Regions from separate parts of the Mus musculus genome. Here all the other regions are linked to region 3. A link is a contact called in public Hi-C data. All regions are on one chromosome and are shown on one strand. The core of a region is the stretch at or near the end of the contact, and the rest is flanking DNA. Distances in the headings are between cores, read along the strand shown. Region 1 has its middle 89 kb from the start of Gm41326. Region 2 overlaps Gm41326 (a long non-coding RNA gene). Region 3 has its middle 150 kb from the start of Gm46516.

What was found. Hi-C and Micro-C count contacts between places; a contact is called where the count stands out from the background.
Region 1: a Hi-C map of the N1E-115 cell line shows a contact between it and region 3, with 3 times the contacts expected there. The contact joins two enhancer-like sites. A contact is called at or near these places in 2 of 484 Hi-C or Micro-C datasets (the N1E-115 cell line and uterus).
Region 2: a contact with region 3 is called in a Hi-C map of the N1E-115 cell line, with 2.6 times the contacts expected there. The contact joins two enhancer-like sites. A contact is called at or near these places in 2 of 484 Hi-C or Micro-C datasets (the N1E-115 cell line and nephron progenitors).

The regions. Positions count from the first base shown.
Region 1 is chr15:56,497,292-56,500,672 of GRCm38.p6, forward strand. No RefSeq gene overlaps it. Among named protein-coding and RNA genes, the nearest start is that of Gm41326, 89 kb to the left of the region's middle. Within about 2 kb of position 1,405, at least 30 of the 459 cell types and tissues checked have an H3K27ac peak or open chromatin away from gene starts, as enhancers often do. A contact at or near this core is called in the N1E-115 cell line, where this site is marked.
Region 2 is chr15:56,419,019-56,422,518 of GRCm38.p6, forward strand. The region is part of intron 2 of Gm41326 (a long non-coding RNA gene); the gene reads left to right. Among named protein-coding and RNA genes, the nearest start is that of Gm41326, 11 kb to the left of the region's middle. Within about 2 kb of position 1,858, at least 18 of the 459 cell types and tissues checked have an H3K27ac peak or open chromatin away from gene starts, as enhancers often do. A contact at or near this core is called in the N1E-115 cell line, where this site is marked.
Region 3 is chr15:56,076,024-56,079,527 of GRCm38.p6, forward strand. No RefSeq gene overlaps it. Among named protein-coding and RNA genes, the nearest start is that of Gm46516, 150 kb to the left of the region's middle. Within about 2 kb of position 1,913, at least 42 of the 459 cell types and tissues checked have an H3K27ac peak or open chromatin away from gene starts, as enhancers often do. A contact at or near this core is called in the N1E-115 cell line, where this site is marked.

The DNA of each region.
Region 1 (3,381 bases), core at 155-2,654, 420 kb after region 3:
TGAGAAAAACCTTACCACAACTCTACTCTGTCTCAGTTCGTGCCATAGTGCAGAAAGCTAGATTTTCCACTCTGTCTCTTGCTGTTCAGACTGGGAGCAGACATCCTTTTCTCTGAGCTTGTGGGAAGGACTGAGGTTTGCCTGGCTCCAAACTGCTAATCCAAGGAAACATCCTCCACTCCTCACTGGGGTTTGAATCCAAAAGGAAAGTTGGAGGCAGCTGTGGCTGAGAAATTGGAAACAGTTTCCAGAAAACAGTTACTGTGTCAGAGCTTTGCATAGACCTTTTCTAGAACAATAAGAAAGCACTGAAAGGGTAAACAGATGGAGTGAACACTTATTGGGAGCTTTGTGGCCAGGTAATACTCTGTATATATTCCAAACGTTGTCTCATTTAGTATTGATAACATTTCTTGGAGGTGGGTAGCAATATCTCAAATTTATATTGAAAATGCAAGGCTCTGAGAGGTAAGGAGCCAGAATTTAAACGGAGGTCTTCCATGATGAAGGACAATGTCCTTACAGCACAATTACAGAGCACAGCTTTGGTAATGGATTTGGCCAGGATTGCATCTGAAATGACTCAGTATGCTGAGGAAAGGCTGGCTCAGAGAACTGCTTTTAGCCACAGTGTTAATTAAAATCCCATTCAGCACTACAAGCCATTGTAAAAGCAGCTGTAGTGACCAAGCACAGGTTCTCTTCAGAGAACAGATAGACCATTCAGCCCAGGGACTGTGACGTGGGCCACGTGAAAAACCTGCAAGCCATGTGCTTTCAAGAAGACTTCTCTGGAGAAATTATCTTTCCCAGATTGTGCAAATGCTGGAGAGCTGGGGCTTGGTCAGGTTCAGAGGGTTGACGAAGTAGAGAGAAGCAGGCAACACCAATGAAGCTGGGCCTTTGATCTCTTCTAATCATGACATTTCATGAGGCCATTTCTGATCATGTACTGCTCAGCTCCTAATGAAAATGGCTTAAGCATGAGTTTTGCTTGGTAGATCTAAGAAAGAACCATCTATGGAAGCAAGCCAGATATTAGGTAACCCAAGACCACTCAGGAAATCAAAACAAAGTTACATTAGTCAAGTGCAATTTTTTTGGGAGGGTAAGCAAAGGGGCTTGGGGGAAGGGTAGTCAGAAATGTTTCTTCCTTTCATTCTCCCAGGGGAAAACACCTACCTCATTGTACATTTTGGTGCATCTTTTAACCTTCAGGCAGCAGAGATCCATGTCTTTTACTACCTTTGCACACTAGTTCTCAGCCATTCACCTTAGAACAATTTGCTTTTGAACTCTTGGCAGAGTCAGAGTCGCCAGATGCACTCTCTGTGGAGTGTCCATGTTCTGGAAGGAAGAAAATATCCCATGGGATGTGTCTGATGGAAAACAAAGATGTCCAGTGTATTACTCTACATCTCAATAGCACTTCATATTTACAGAGGGCTTTATCGTAAGGATTTATTCATTACTGCATATAACATCCCAGTGTGGGACATGGTAATACTTGTTCAGACTGAGCTATGTACTTCAGCCCACACAGAAGAATTCAAAATTCCACTCTCAGTATGTTTTCTGAATCTTGTTCGCCTCTGGTTCTCTGAGGTGGCTGCTATGACAACACAAATCTGGACTGAATCAGAGTAGCAACCTGAGGTGGCATCATAAGCATTCTTGCCAAATATTTGTGTTCTAAGGTACGTAGTTGCATCACTATGGAAAGACTGTGAGGGCAGGCTGCCACTTTCCTCTTTTCTGGCAGAATCCCGTGTGTCTCTGGCTTTGTGGGTTTATCTCCAGTGACTCTGTTTCCATCCCTCTGTGGATTTTCCTCCTAAATGTGTATGTCCTCTAGGATCAGCCTGAAGCTTTCTCATCCCACTCCCTTCCCAGGCTTAAAATAACACCATGATATTAATCAATCCCAAATTACCCAGACTATTCTTTCTCCTCCAAATTCCTTTCCTCTGCCTACATGTGTCTCGATCTAGCCAATTTTTCTTTTGTCTGTCCTTTGCCAGAGAAGAAGAAAGAGATGATTGCATCTCAGTCCCTCTTTCCATAAAGAGTTATCAAAGAAGGGCCACACATAAGAGAATTCCACCGACAACAAGCCCATGAATGATGTAATGACATCGTCATCGTCAGAAGAGAGGCTGCTTAGACTGCAGCTTAAGGGCCATGGAGAAATCCTGAAAGAATACCACTGGTCCCAATTGTTACATGCACAAACTGCCATGCAGATAACTAATATATATCTGTTGATTATTTAGAATCTAGTGCTTTAATGACTTTTATTTCTCTGCTTTACATAGCTAAAATTGTTACATAAACTGAAATTAAAAAAAAAAAAAAAACAGTGGCATGAAGAATTAAGGCCCTTCGTGAGGCAGATATGAGAGAACAATTACCCTTCTATGAAAGCCCAGAAACTTGAATCACTGAGAGCTTTATGTGCTATCTCCATATGCCCAGACCCATCATTACCCAAGACCTATGAAGAAGGGTCTATTGAGATCTGAGAAAAGGAAGGATTTTCTCTACACACTGACTCTTTTGTCTCATTGTCTAGAACCTGTGAGCTGGCAAGAGCATTCATTCAGACCCTAGGTACACCTGTAGGTGCTTCTCAATGAGCTGCTAATAACACTGGAGAACTTACAAGGCAAAATGAGAAACATATATAGCTGCTAGTGAAAATTCTGGGAGATTATACTTAAGTTGCAGAGGAACTGGGTGGGGTAGGGGATGCCAAGATCAGAGAGGTACACAGAGGTCAGACCTCTGTGATATGTCATGTATTTACTGAGAATATCATAATCTTCCCACCAGAAACTCTCCAGTGGACCATACATTATGTATGTAAGCCTAGTGATAGGTCTTCTGGGCTGTCTGTTCTTTGTACAAACATGGCAAGGGGGAAGTGCTGTGTGCATTTTGCAGGTTAAGCACAGGGACAGAAACAATTAGGCTGACTTTTCAGGTTTCATTATGTAGTGCACCTAAATGATATATGCAGGTTGTCAGGCTCCAGCAAGTGTAGCAAACACACCACAGAGATAGTCCTTGAGAAGTGATAAAGAAAGTACACCAGACCAACACTGGGTTCTCATCGCAAGGAGCATAAGACTGTTTAGTGTATAGTTCAGAGAATGAATCTTTATGTCGGACAGGCATGATGTCTTGCTCTGAACCTCTTTCTAATTTACATGTACATGTTACTCAACTTTCGTAAAATTCAGTCATTTCTTTATATATGTCTTTTGTCATCTCATATTTTGTTTTGAGAAAATATTTTTCATGTGTTTGAGGTATTCAATAGAGCCTCAAAAAATAAATAATGAGTCAAAACTTACATATTTGGAACTTTTATTATTGTAC
Region 2 (3,500 bases), core at 608-3,107, 340 kb after region 3:
TCTTGAGATTCTGAAAGCAGAGGAGAGACATTAATAAAAGTCCTCTTCTGGGGGACAGCTAGATGCGTTTCCTTAAAGGTTACAAGAATAACAGGTTTTGGCAGTAGCTTCCAGAAGTTTCCCTGATATTTACCATTTTAGTGCAATGAATAGCTGAGGACCCTAACTGTCTTCCAACAACTTTTGTCATATACTAATTTCTTTAAAGAAAATAATTTTTTTATTTGTTTGTTTCTCTGTGTAGCCCTAGCTGTCCTGGAACTCACTCTGTAGACCAGGCTGGCCTTGGTTAACATAAATTTCATCTTGTTTTTCCTTGAATTGAATGGCTTCTAACTTGAGTGCTTATTATTCCTGGACTAATCACCAGTTAATAATTTTTTCTGTCTTCTTAATTATTGAATTATACATTACTGAGGAAGAAAGGCCGGTAGAGAAATGACAGTGATAATGCTTGTTAACACTGAGAATTTTATTCACCTCACATTGTCATTCTCGTCTGTGCTTTCTGAATACCCTGCCAAAAAAAAGTGACCCTTGCCCCACTCTCTCTGCTTTTCATTCTCTCCACTCTGCAAACAGTGAAATCCACACAAACCATAACCAGAATTTGTTGTATGGGGAAAAAAATCTCTTTTTAACTTAAAATAATTGTGAAAATAAAAATCTACGTTTTCAGTGTTTTACAAAATAATAATCTCTGTGGGTCTTACCTATGATGTTTCTACCAAAAGTATCTCAAAACTCCTGGAGACAAGGGACTTAACAGATTTTCTGCTGAGTAGCTCTTGTTTAGGACATATTTGGAATGTAGCAAGTACTCAGTAAATAATTGTTGAGTGAAGGAATGGTGGTATGTGTACATAAATTTAATCCTAATATGAAGACTATTCAATAATGAAGAAAAGCCATTATTACAATGCCTAGCACGTAACAAGCAGGAATTTACATCTATGTGATAGACTGAGACTGAACTCAGACAAACAAACCTTTGCTATTTACTATCCTAATGAGTACCTTTGCTATTTATTTTCCTAATGCATGACTTTTAACTCCTTTATATTAAGTCAGATCAAGATACAGCAACTATGTGGCCCAGCTCAATCCCTTTTCAAGCTCATGCTCCCATTGATGTCTCAGAATGGTGTAATTTACCAAGGTAGGATACCTTGAAAAATCATCCAAATGATTTTTTTTTTGTTTTGTTTTTTTAAATACAAACTATGAAGGAAAGTTGCAACACATGAAAGAACATGGTCTCATACATGCTGCCCTTGGGCAAAGCTGGAGGAAAAATAGTTACCCCTACACATTCCTTTATGCTAACAGGAATACTTCAGAATATGGGAGGTTTGTCAGATATTAGCATATTGTGAGTTATAGAATATTATTTTCATTAAGTAATTGCTAATTCCAGGGTGTGGGCCTGATTTTGCTTATAATTGGCTGTAGTGTAAACACCATGCTCCTACTTCCAGAGCTCCATAAAGAAAAACAGCTGTTTAAGATGTGGCGTTTTTATAGGATGAGTGACTAGCTCATCCCGTCACACAAAAGGGCAATTTTATAAAAACCACACTTGGAAAGTTAAGCTGTGTTCTGACCATTCCATTTCCTCTCTCTTGCTAGGCAAATATCTGAAGAACATTGGTAATAAGAATAATTAGAGTGTCTCTGGATATGGTTGTTATTTTGAAAGAGATCCTACACTGCATTCAGTAGTCATATAAACATAAGATGAAGAGTGTAGTCAAAAGGAGAGACAAGATGCTCAAAACAACCACTGCTGTTTCTATCAGCAGAGACAAACAAAGGCCTCATTGTGCAAGGCAGGGACTACAGATGGGTGTTCCCCATTAACTGCAGTCACCATTTGCATGCAAGAGAAGGATGTGGTCGGACAATGAGCTGTCTCTTCTCAATGTTCCAGTCCTTCCCAGTTCCACAAGGTTTTTCCCTTAAACATGCATATATCAGATTCCTTACTTTTCATAGCCTGCTTCTATTGCAGTGGGCTTTTAGAGCATTATTATATATTTATTTCTGCTTGAATATAATTTTAGTGTGGCAATTTTATCACTGGTTGGAATAAGAAAATTAAAATAAAACAAAATTCAGAGCACAGACTGAAGGAATGACCATTCAGAGACAGCCCCACCTAAGGAGCCATCCCATAAACAACCACTAAACCCATACACTATTGTGGATGCCAACAAAAGCTTGCTCATGGGAGCCTGATATAGCTGTCTCCTGAGAGGCTTTGCCGGTACCTGACAGATACAGAAATGGATGCTCACAGCCATCCATTGGATTGAGCATAGGGTTCCCAATGGAGGAGCTAGAGAAAGGACCCAAGGAGCTGAAGAGATCTGCAGCTCCATAGGAGGAACAACAAAATGAACTAACTAGTACCTCAAAAAATGGAGTATAGAACTAAATTGAGAATTCACAACTGAGGAATCTCGAATGGCTGAGAAGCACCTACAGAAATGTTCAAAGTCCGTAGTGATCACAGAAATGCAAATCAAAATGACCCCGAGATTCAACCTATACCAGTCAGAATGGCTGAGATCAAAACCATGGGTGACAACACATGTTGGAGAGGATGTAGAGAAAGAGGACCACTCCTCTTTGCTGGTGGGACTGCAAACTGGTACAAACACTCTGGAAATCAATCTAGAGGTTTCTCAGAAAACTGGAAATAGATCTACCTGAAGACCCAGCTATACCACTCTTGGGAATATACTCTTGGGAATATACCCAAAAGATGGCCCACCATGCCACAGGGGCACATGTTCCATTATGTTCATAGTGACCGTGTTTATGATAGCCAGAAGCTGGATACAACCCAGATGCCCCACAACAGAGGAATAGATACAGAAAATGTGGTTCATTTACACAATGAAATACTACTCAGCTAATAAGAGCATCCTGAATTTTGCAGGCAAATGAATGGAACTAGAAAATATCATCCTAAGTGAGGTAACTCAGACCCAAAAGGACATGTATGGTATTTACTCACCAATAAGTAGATGCTTGCCCCCCCTCCCCCCAAAAAAGTACAGAATACTCAAAATACAGTCCACAGAACTCAAAAAGTTCAACAAGCTGAAGTGCCCAAGTGAGGATGCCTCTGTCCCACTTGGGGGTGGGGAGAAGAAAGCAATCACAAGTAGGGAGGAAGGGTCCTGGGAGGACTGGGGATGGGAGTGATGGGAGGGAAGAGGGGAAACTGATCTGTTTTGGGTGAGGGAAAAGGACTGAAGCCCTGAGGGCCAGCAGAAAGAATGGAAACAGGCAACCTCAAGAGATAGGAAGTTGGGGGAGCCCTCCAAAATGCACTAGAGACCTGGGAGGTGAGAGATTCTCAGGACTCAAAGGAGGGACCTTAGACAAAATGCCCTACAGTAGGAAGAGGGAACTTATAGAGCCCACCTCCAGCAGGAAGATAGGTCATCAAATGAGGGAAAGGGGGCCATCCCACAATCACAACGCTGACC
Region 3 (3,504 bases), core at 663-3,162:
GATCAGAGCAATTTTACCTGTAATTTGTTTTGTTTTTGTTTTTAAAATCAATTTAATCTACACTGAACTAATTTTGATGACCAGTAACATTTGATGAAGAAATCTTTCTTATTTAAATCCATTAATGATTTCCCCTCCTGTGGGAGACAGTCAATATGGTGTGGAGTGAATGTGGCAGATGCTGCCATAAGAATTATAGGGGCTTTGTTAATTTACTTTCATGATGATTTACTGGGGACCAAGATGGCGTACCTGGCATTCTCATTATCTCTGAGGGTAATGAAATCGGATATCCACAATACTTCACTTATCCGTGTTAAACATCTAGTTATACTCCTTTGTGTTTTCCTAACTTGAAAATGTTACAGAGTGGAGCCAGAAAACGAAAGTCATTTTACATTGTCCTTCAGTTAATCTTTGCATTTTAGTTGTCTGCATTTCAGTTATGAGCAAGAGTGAGATGACATTGTTGTGCATTTATTTTGTGTGATACGTTGTTTCTTCCTCTCTACATATACGTATGTATGTATGTATGTATGTATGTATGTATGTATGTATGTATGTAGAAAGGAGGGAGGAAGAAAGGAAGCTAGGAGAAAAGGGAGCTAAAAAACTCTGCAAAGTTGTCTAAGGTACATAGATGCATTTATTATTAAAGTGCTCTTGGTGGAGTGGGAGCCTAGCCTATCTTCAGGGACCACATTGTTAGTACATCCTTAAGTTAGCTTTATTAAACTAAGAAAAATTGAGCTTATTATGCAGCTGTTTGGTTTCATATAACAGAAACTGACTCTGGTTAACTTATGCAAAGAGGTAATTTATTGGAAGGAATAAAGTTGTTTGTGGACTATAAAGGGGAGTGGAGGACTTGGCCTGCACAGATGTGTGTGTGTGTGTGTGTGTGTGTGTGTTGGAGGCTGTGAGAACAGAGTGTGATTTCCTTACATTAGGAACTGATGAAATACCTTTGCCTTAATACTTTTCTACCTCAGAGAATGAAACCTAACTGTGCCTAATACTTTTCGTAATTCTGCCACAGATCAATATTTTGGGGAGCACATTTGTGTTCCCTGGATATGTCCTATGCTTGTCCTTTGGCTGACAGTGGGCAGAGTGACTCGATTAAAGTTGTAAAATCATGTTTAGACAGGGAAGAGGGAGCTCTCCACAAGGAAATTGCAATTACATTTACATAAGAAGGGCATGATATTGGATGGCAGCTAAGACAAGTCACTGTGCAGGGTCAGACCTGTTTTACATTATAGGAACCAGAGAGGTGGAGTGCTCCAGATGGGAGTTCTAAAATAAAAGCCAATCTGTATTTACATGACCATCCTTTTTGAAATGGATGAAATAGGCAGAGGGGTCCATGATGGTCATTTACAGGGACTACTGAGGTCCAAATTTGGGAAAGATTGGGTGTCTGAGCCTCTATAGTCCAAGACAAAAACAGTTCCAAGTACTCCAGAGACAACAAAGAGAGCAGGAGAAATTGCTGTATTCTTGTTAATGCCCAACTCTTTTTTATCTCAGCAACAGGAAGTCCCTGAAAGTCTCTTACAAAATGAAGGGAAGAAACAAATATGGATTTTTAATGTATTGCCTCTTCTCTGTCTCTGTCTGTTTCTGTCTCTGTTGTCTGTCTCTGTCTGCCTCTGTCTGTTTTTGTCTCACTGTCTCTGTGTTTCTCTGTCTTTGTGTCTGTCTGTCTTTCTCTCTCTCTCTCTCTCCCTCTCTCTCTCTCTCTCTCTCTCTCTCTCTCTGTGTGTGTGTGTGTGTGTGTGTGTGTGTGTGTGTGAGAATACGCGCGTGTATTCTCAAGGGGAGCCGATCCATTAGTAACAGGCAGACATGCCAAAAGCAATAAAGGGGCAGGCTCACTGGGCTAAGCAGGCAGTAGTTACAGGCTTTCCAGGAGAATCTTGCTCATTCATTAATTCTAGCCTTGGAAGGGAGCCAAGCTGTGTGGTTTCACCACAGCAAGGGGCGCGATCCTGATGATTAAATGCCCTTTGTTGCCTTGCATTTAACTTTTTCTAGTAACTCACTTTGAAGAATGGAAAACTGAGTTTTCAATGCTTTGTTGTCTGCTGAAGCTAAAGCTAGCAGTAATTGAAGCCAGCCGAATGAGGAAGGGAATGGTCAAGGTAAATCTTGGAGCACAAAGGAAGTCAAGGGACGGAGCGGTGGCTCAGTGTGTTCTCTATTCCTCTCTTGATGCGAGTGAGATTTTAGCTGCAGCATATTTTTGGAAAATCATGTACCATTTGGAAAATATGCTCCCTTCACCATTCTCTCTGGATTACTTATGCTCTACTGTGTACACAAGACATAGGGCTCGAACAATAAGAATGGCATTGCTGGGGAGATATCGTCATATGTAGCTGTCTATATCACACTGGGTTATCTCACCCCCAAATCCTTTGCTTTGTTTGCATGGCTGACAACTTAAATTATTTAATTAAGTTAACACCTCTGTTTTACCTTGATAGACACGTTTGCATTGTCTTGAGCGAAGGAAATGCTTCTGTTTAGTAATGTTTAAAACATATTAATGAACTAGCTAGATTCAATACCTGGGCTAGTAATTGTTATAAAGGAGGTGATTTATGGATGCTAACTAAAATGAGTAGAAAAATAAGGCCACTTTTTAATCTCCAAATGAAGAGGAAAATTTGAATATAACTTAACAATATTGAGACTAAGTAAATCGTTGAAATAGTCAAGGTTGGAGACTGTGTGAGCAAAGTTCTGTTCTATAAACTATTAAAACATGAAAGATAGTGTACTCGAGCATGGAAAACTACTGAACTTTAGGTTGAAAACCAGACATCATAGACTCCACTTCCTACCCCAAGACCTAGTTATAGCCTTGGCATCTTTAGGCTTATTTTCATGCTTGCTTTAACTTGACTTCTGGGTAGGAGAAGGATAAGGTTCTGAGGAGGTGGTTAGAAATTTCAAAAGGACATTTAGGCTTTATATTTTGCTTGGTGAATGTGTATAATATGTAAAGGAATATGGTAGCTCTGGAACACCATGGCTAATACCTTCTAGCAGGAAGTTGCACATATATATCTATAAATGTATATATGTATACATAGATATATTCTTTTTTAGTTTATTAAAACATAATTATATCATAAATATTAAGGAATTACATTCCTTGTCCAAATATTTCTTATGTCCTCCTGCCTCTTGTCCATAAGAAATTCATGTTTTTTTTAAACTATTATTATTACACATGAAGGCAAATGAATATAAATGTAACCGGTTGGGATCATTTAATGTTGTTTGAATGCATAACTTTTAAGTGCTGAACCTTTTGTCTTGGATTAAAAATTTAAAAGGATCTTTGTAAGGAGTTCTATTACAATATTATTTGTATATCTATTTCCCTATTTTAAGTGCATAATTCAAAGTTTGTAATTTATTTAAATAATTATGTAGCCATCACTAAAATCCAAGTTTGGATAGTCTCATTATGTCCCAAGTAAGACCATT